Linked DNA regions of Mus musculus: region 1 is linked to region 2. The links are chromatin contacts, called in public HiChIP or PLAC-seq maps. All regions are on one chromosome and are shown on one strand. Each heading gives the region's core, a stretch centred on a gene start, on an enhancer-like site or on the middle of the called end of the contact. The rest is flanking DNA. Distances are from core to core; before and after follow the strand shown.

Evidence for each region. HiChIP or PLAC-seq counts read pairs in DNA pulled down with a chosen protein or histone mark.
Region 1: a contact with region 2 is called in an H3K4me3 HiChIP or PLAC-seq map of the SCID.adh cell line, with 5 times the contacts expected there. The contact joins two enhancer-like sites. A contact is called at or near these places in 6 of 39 promoter capture datasets (the HPC-7 cell line, HPC-7-derived erythroid cells, embryonic stem cells and 2 more), 1 of 15 datasets of contacts at CTCF or cohesin (the G1E-ER4 cell line), 2 of 484 Hi-C or Micro-C datasets (bone marrow-derived DN2 thymocytes and pre-megakaryocyte-erythroid progenitors), 2 of 115 datasets of contacts at active chromatin or transcription factors (the SCID.adh cell line and T-cell acute lymphoblastic leukemia) and 3 of 9 other capture datasets (adipose tissue, liver and macrophages).

What each region holds. Positions count from the first base shown.
Region 1 is chr3:20,327,247-20,329,946 of GRCm38.p6, forward strand. The region is part of intron 1 of Agtr1b (angiotensin II receptor, type 1b); the gene reads right to left. Among named protein-coding and RNA genes, the nearest start is that of Agtr1b, 39 kb to the right of the region's middle. Within about 2 kb of position 1,310, at least 1 of the 459 cell types and tissues checked has an H3K27ac peak or open chromatin away from gene starts, as enhancers often do. A contact at or near this core is called in the SCID.adh cell line, where this site is marked.
Region 2 is chr3:20,236,197-20,239,258 of GRCm38.p6, forward strand. The region is part of intron 3 of Cpa3 (carboxypeptidase A3, mast cell); the gene reads right to left. Among named protein-coding and RNA genes, the nearest start is that of Cpa3, 4.5 kb to the right of the region's middle. Within about 2 kb of position 1,620, at least 4 of the 459 cell types and tissues checked have an H3K27ac peak or open chromatin away from gene starts, as enhancers often do. A contact at or near this core is called in the SCID.adh cell line, where this site is marked.

The DNA of each region.
Region 1 (2,700 bases), core at 60-2,559, 91 kb after region 2:
AGGACAACTTAAGAGAGTCCTTTCTCTCTTTTCAACTATGTGCCCTGTTAATCTAACCTGGACACTAGGCTTTGGTGCCGTCTCCTTTATGAAAGGAAATGAAGAAGTTCCTTTCAACCTGGCATATGAATGTTGATAAAAGTATAATGTCAATACCATATCTTAGTTTCTCAAACGTAGTTCAAGATAAATCTCTCTACCTTGAAATCCCTATTCACTTTGAATTATAGTCAAAATAGCACATGCATGTCCTCCCAACCATCCCAAACTTTTGGTTGCTTTTTGCTTTTTGTAATTTCAAAATGAAAAAAAGAATGGTAGTGATCAAAGATATGTGATCAAGTGTGAAGGGGTTTGCAGCCCCACAGGAGGAACAACAATTATGAACCAGTATCCTCAGAGCTCCCAGGGACTAAACTACCAACCAAAGAGTACACGTGAAGGGATCCATATGTAGCAGATGATGGCCCTGTCAGTCATCAATGGGAGGAGAGGCCTTTCATCCTGTGAAGGCTCTATTCCCCATTGTAGGGAAATGCTAGGAATAGGAAGTGGGGGTGTGGGAGTTGGTGACCAGGGGAAGGGGGGAGGGAATAGGGGGTTTTTGGAGGGGAAACCAGGAAAGGGAATAACATTTAAAATGTAAATATAGAAAATATCTAATAAAAAAAAAGAAAACAAAAAATCCTCCTGTGACACAATGATTTTCTCAGAAAATATTCTCTTTATATTAAATATAAATAGTTAAATGGTGGATGGGAGTTCAAGGAGTGAGGAGAGGTGAAAGTTCTAGAGGCTAGGAAAGGAATGAAATGAAAGCCTGTAAGTATACTGACTGATGTCTTCTCCATGCTCAGATTCTGCAGGTATATAAAGTCACAGAGTTTTCCACTGTGCTCATCACAGTTCATTACATCAGTAGCCTGGCCATGAGGAATAAAACAGAGTTCTGATGGTATGGTCGTGGAGCCTGCACAAGACATTCCTAGCTAATGAGTGGAAAAGCAAAAACTATTGTGAGCTTCTCAGTAATATTTTTGTTATTCCATGTGTCAACCTCCCTCCTGCAGATTAAAAAGCAATTTTATTTTATTTTTAATTATGTGTATATCTGTGTGTGGATATGAGCCTCTGAATGCAGGTATCCATGGGTGAGGAGCAAAGCGATCTGATCTCCTGGACCTAGAGTTAAAGGCAGTTGTGAGTTGCTTGATGTGGGTGCTGGGGATGGAATTTAGGTCATCTGCAAGACAGGCTCTTTTCTCCATTCACAAACATCCTCTCTCTCTCTCTCTCTCTCTCTCTCTCTCTGTGTGTATCTTGATTCAATTGCTGAAACTGTTTTGTTTTACTTTAAAACACCACTTGAAAGGGAAGACTAAGTGACTACTTAGGCAAGACAGTGCAGATTTAGACCCTCTGAATCTAGAATTTATGTGCATCATGAGTTGATGCTAGTCATTGTTATCTACATGACAGTAATTTTAGATTAAAGTTTTAAATACACGAACCACGGAGCTATAAGACTTAAATCTAAAAGCAGAAAATAAACATTATAATGAGTACATTTCTCCAAGTTACTCAGTGTTCCTATCACAGTAGGAATACTCTTTGAACTACAGTCTGCAAAGCAACCCTGGAAAAGGACACAGTTCTGATTGTGGCTTTCTCATTCGCTAACTTTGTGAAATTGACTAAGGCACTCAAAGTCTTCAGGCTTCTGCAACCTTTAGGGAGCTTATACTTAACAAAAACCCCTGGAAGCACCAAAATAGCATAGTATTTCTTTTCATCTTTTGAAGATGAAGGCAACTTGTCAAGCAAAACATATTAAGTCAAAAAATATTAAGTCAGGTTTTTTTTGTGTAAGTATATGTAATGGTATATACTAATAATCCTATATTGAACACAGTCTTTCAATTATAATAACAAAATAAAAATTTTCAGAATAAATAACGAATTTACATGTATAATCTATTAAGTAAGAGTTTGATTCTTTTTTTATAAAGTTAACATTTGAGGAAAATGCTTTTCACGTATACTGGTAGATCCTGCTTAGATTAGTTTGTTTCAATCCATTTATAGTCAAAAGCTGTGAGCCTTTGTGGAATTCATGTTTATTTAATATGGTTGCAAGGTGAAATGGTATGAAAAGAATGGTTTATGGTGAAAAAAATTAAAAGCAAGCCCTTCAGTCAGGGAGGCAAGATTGTGGTACCCTACAAAAAAAGGGCACAAGGTGAAATTAAAATATGTCACAGGAAAATGAACAGAGTCATGAATTCTTTGTGACAAGATATAAATTATTAGTTTTACAATTGGTTTATGTGGTTCAGCTGCCCAGGTAAAAACAGAGGTGAGTGAAGAGGGAAGATCTTTACAACGTCTTCTAGCATCTGGACGATGCAATCAGTAGAGTTTAGAGAATGTCAGAACCTCTGTCCTAAGAGAATCAATGGCAGGAAGGCAATGTTATCTGGTTGTGTTCTAGTTAGGTTTTGAGACCACATTCTTGTATGTGTTATAGTTTTCATAAACTTTAAACACTTTTAGATTCACTTCATTTTATATGTATGAGTGTTTGCCTGCTTGAATATACGTGCACCACATGTATGCAGTGCCTACTTAGGCCGAATGATCCCCTGAGACTAGAGTTATTATAGATGTTTGTGAGCTGACATGTGGGTGTTGGGAAATGGA
Region 2 (3,062 bases), core at 370-2,869:
TTATTGTAATAATTGTCATAAGGAAACTCTTTTCCAAAGTTGTACTATGCTTAAGTATATCAAAAATAAACTACTCGGGGTCACACTCTAGAAGTTTGAACCCAGACCAGCTAACTAAATCTGTTGAACTGGATTTCTTTCTTGCCTCATGAGCATCATCTCTCTGACAGTCATAATGTTTGTAGGGACCCCCACAACTCAAAAGACCCCATGGGCAGCATAATCTAGGGAGGGGGGAGCCAGTTCTTTCAGATGAAAAGATCAAGATGCCAGCTAAATGTAGTGTAATATGGCAGCCAGAATGCCCTAGGGGGTTCCTCCAATCTTGGTACTGAAAATCTGAGAATTCTGCAAAGTACCTGTTTCTTTTCATTCATTCTTTTTTTTTTTTTTTTTTTTTTTTTTTTTTTTTTTTTTTTTTTGGTTTTTCGAGACAGGGTTTCCCTGTATAGCCCTGGCTGTCCTCGAACTCACTTTGTAGACCAGGTTGGCCTCGAACTCAGAAATCTCCCTGCCTCTGCCTCCCGAGTGCTGGGAATTGGCTAATGATATTCATCACAAGGATCTTCTTTGGTTTGTATCCATGGCCCCAAGACTCAGACTGTTACATAGCTCATGGCTGTTGTTCAATCAATTGTACGTTCTTTTTACTGTTCTGTGGGCCAGAATGAGTCATTCAGTAACTTCCGTTATTTAAAATTCTCTCTTCTGGAATTTAAGTCTTGATCTATTGCTTTATTTTTGTTTTGATGAGGTCAGTTTTCTCTCCTAGAATATGATTTGTTGATTGATTATCTGATATGTGTGAATGTGTACACACACACACACACACACACACACACACACACACACACACACAGAGTGCTGGCCACTAACCATAGTTCATGTACTCTGGATCAGTGGTATTGATGTGCCCCACTTAGGTTGTCCTGCTGGTTCATATTGGAACTCTCTTCTTACGGAACAGATTAGAACAAATGTAAAATAGGGTGTGAACTGTCAATAACCTTATCACCTCTATAAACATACTCCAATAGTCTGAAAGAAACTGTGAATTTTATCTTTATCTTGTATATATAGCACTTTAGTATTTAGCAGGCTCAACTTAAAAATAGCTCCATTGTGTGGCTGGAACTGGAAAATATTTTACTGAATGATGTAACCCAGACCCAGGAAGATAAATGTCAAATGCCATATGCTCTCTTCTCTCTGTGATACTGAGTCTCAACTCTTAGATTTAAGTACATAACCTAGAATAATTGCAGAAGTCAGGAAAGTAGAAAGGGAGAATGGAATGAATAAGGAAAAGCACTTACCCCAGGAGGGTAGAAGGAGAAAGGACAGATAAATACACCAAGAGTATTTGAAAAAGCTATAGGAAAAAACATTGTCTTATAAACTTACTTTTATAAACACACCCAGAATTAATATAGAGTTAGTGGAGTTCTGCTGCATGAGGGGATAATGGTCCCCCACAAAGCCACAGACTAACAAAACCCCCAGTGCTGTTGATCAGGGGGATCCAAGGCATCACCCAAAACAACATAGGATATTGCCATTGCCCTCGGTTGCTTCCCATATTACTGAAGACACAATACATTTCAGACACAACACTTAGAGCAATTGAGATGAAGCTGACATGGAGCCATTCTCCCTGAGATAATTCTTTTACAGTATCAGGAGGTGTTGTGCAGGCTGCCACAGGAGAGAGACATTCAACAATCCTACCTGGTTGTAAACTTATTCACCCCTAACAATGACAATAATGACCATCTGGCAAGGTAAGATGTCCCAGTGGTACAATAGTGATTATTTATCATAGCCACATTTTCTTTCTTCCTTCCTTCTTTTCCTTCCCTTTCCTTCCCTTCCCCTCCCTTCTCATTCTGTTCCCATTCCCTTCCTTCCTTCCTTCCTTCCTTCCTTCCTTCCTTCCTTCCTTCCTTCCTTCCTTCCTTCCTTTCTTTCTCCCCCTCTTTCTTTCTCTCCCTCTTTCTTTCTTTCTTTCTTTCTTTCTTTCTTTCTTTCTTTCTTTCTTTCTTTCTTTCTTTCTTTCTTTCTCTCTCTCTCCCCCTCCCCCCTCCCCTCCCCCCTCCCCCTCCCCCTCTCCCTCTCCCTCTCCCTTTCCCTCTCTCAGCAGGGTTTTATACAGTACCTAATCTGTCTCTATGTAGTCCTGGCTGTCCTGGAAATTTCTATGTAGACTAGATTGTCCTTGAACTCACAAAGATCTTCCTGCTTCTGCCCCCAGAGTACTGGGATTGAAGGCATGTGCCACCATGCCCAGCCAATTGCACTTTTATTTTAAGGATAAGCAATAGCTGTTTAGTTGGAATTAAAGCCCATTCAGTAGAAGGGAATTTATGTATACCCATGGCTGGAGATGCTATCCTTTAATATAGTTCCTCATATTATGGTGACCCAAACTATAAAATTATTTTTGTTGCTTCTTCATAACTGTAACTTTGCTAGTTGTCAGTTATAGTGTAAAAATTTTTGGAAATAGAAGTTTGCCAAAGGAGCCACAATAGGTTGAGAACCACTGCCATAGAGAGCAACCTATTACTGCTATTTCCCTAAACCAATATAACTTCTTACTGTACACTATCCATATACTCATAGATAGATTTACTTTTCACATATCACCAAAGAAGCTTCATTTTGCAAGATATGAAAACTTAGAAAAGTTCATGGCTGTTCACCACTGCAGAGAATAAGTGACTATGAGCCTCTTGGCCTCAGTTTGACCACCTAGAATATATATTTTCTGCCTAAGGCTTGCGGAGCACTGTGGAAGAGAGGGAAGAAGAACTGAAAGGTTCAGAGGATCCAGATGCCCAATGCAAGACTGTCACTTCTAGACACAACAGGTTTGCCATGAAATTCATGAAGTCCCAACTACATAGTTGCTTATACAATATCTGCATATTAACCACACCAGTTAACATGCCAACATGGATGGGGCAGATTTCACAAGACCCACCACTAGAGGAAGATCTACAAGAAGCTGATAACTGCTGAAGAAGGGATTATCAGTTTTCTTCAGGGATGAAGCCTGTGAT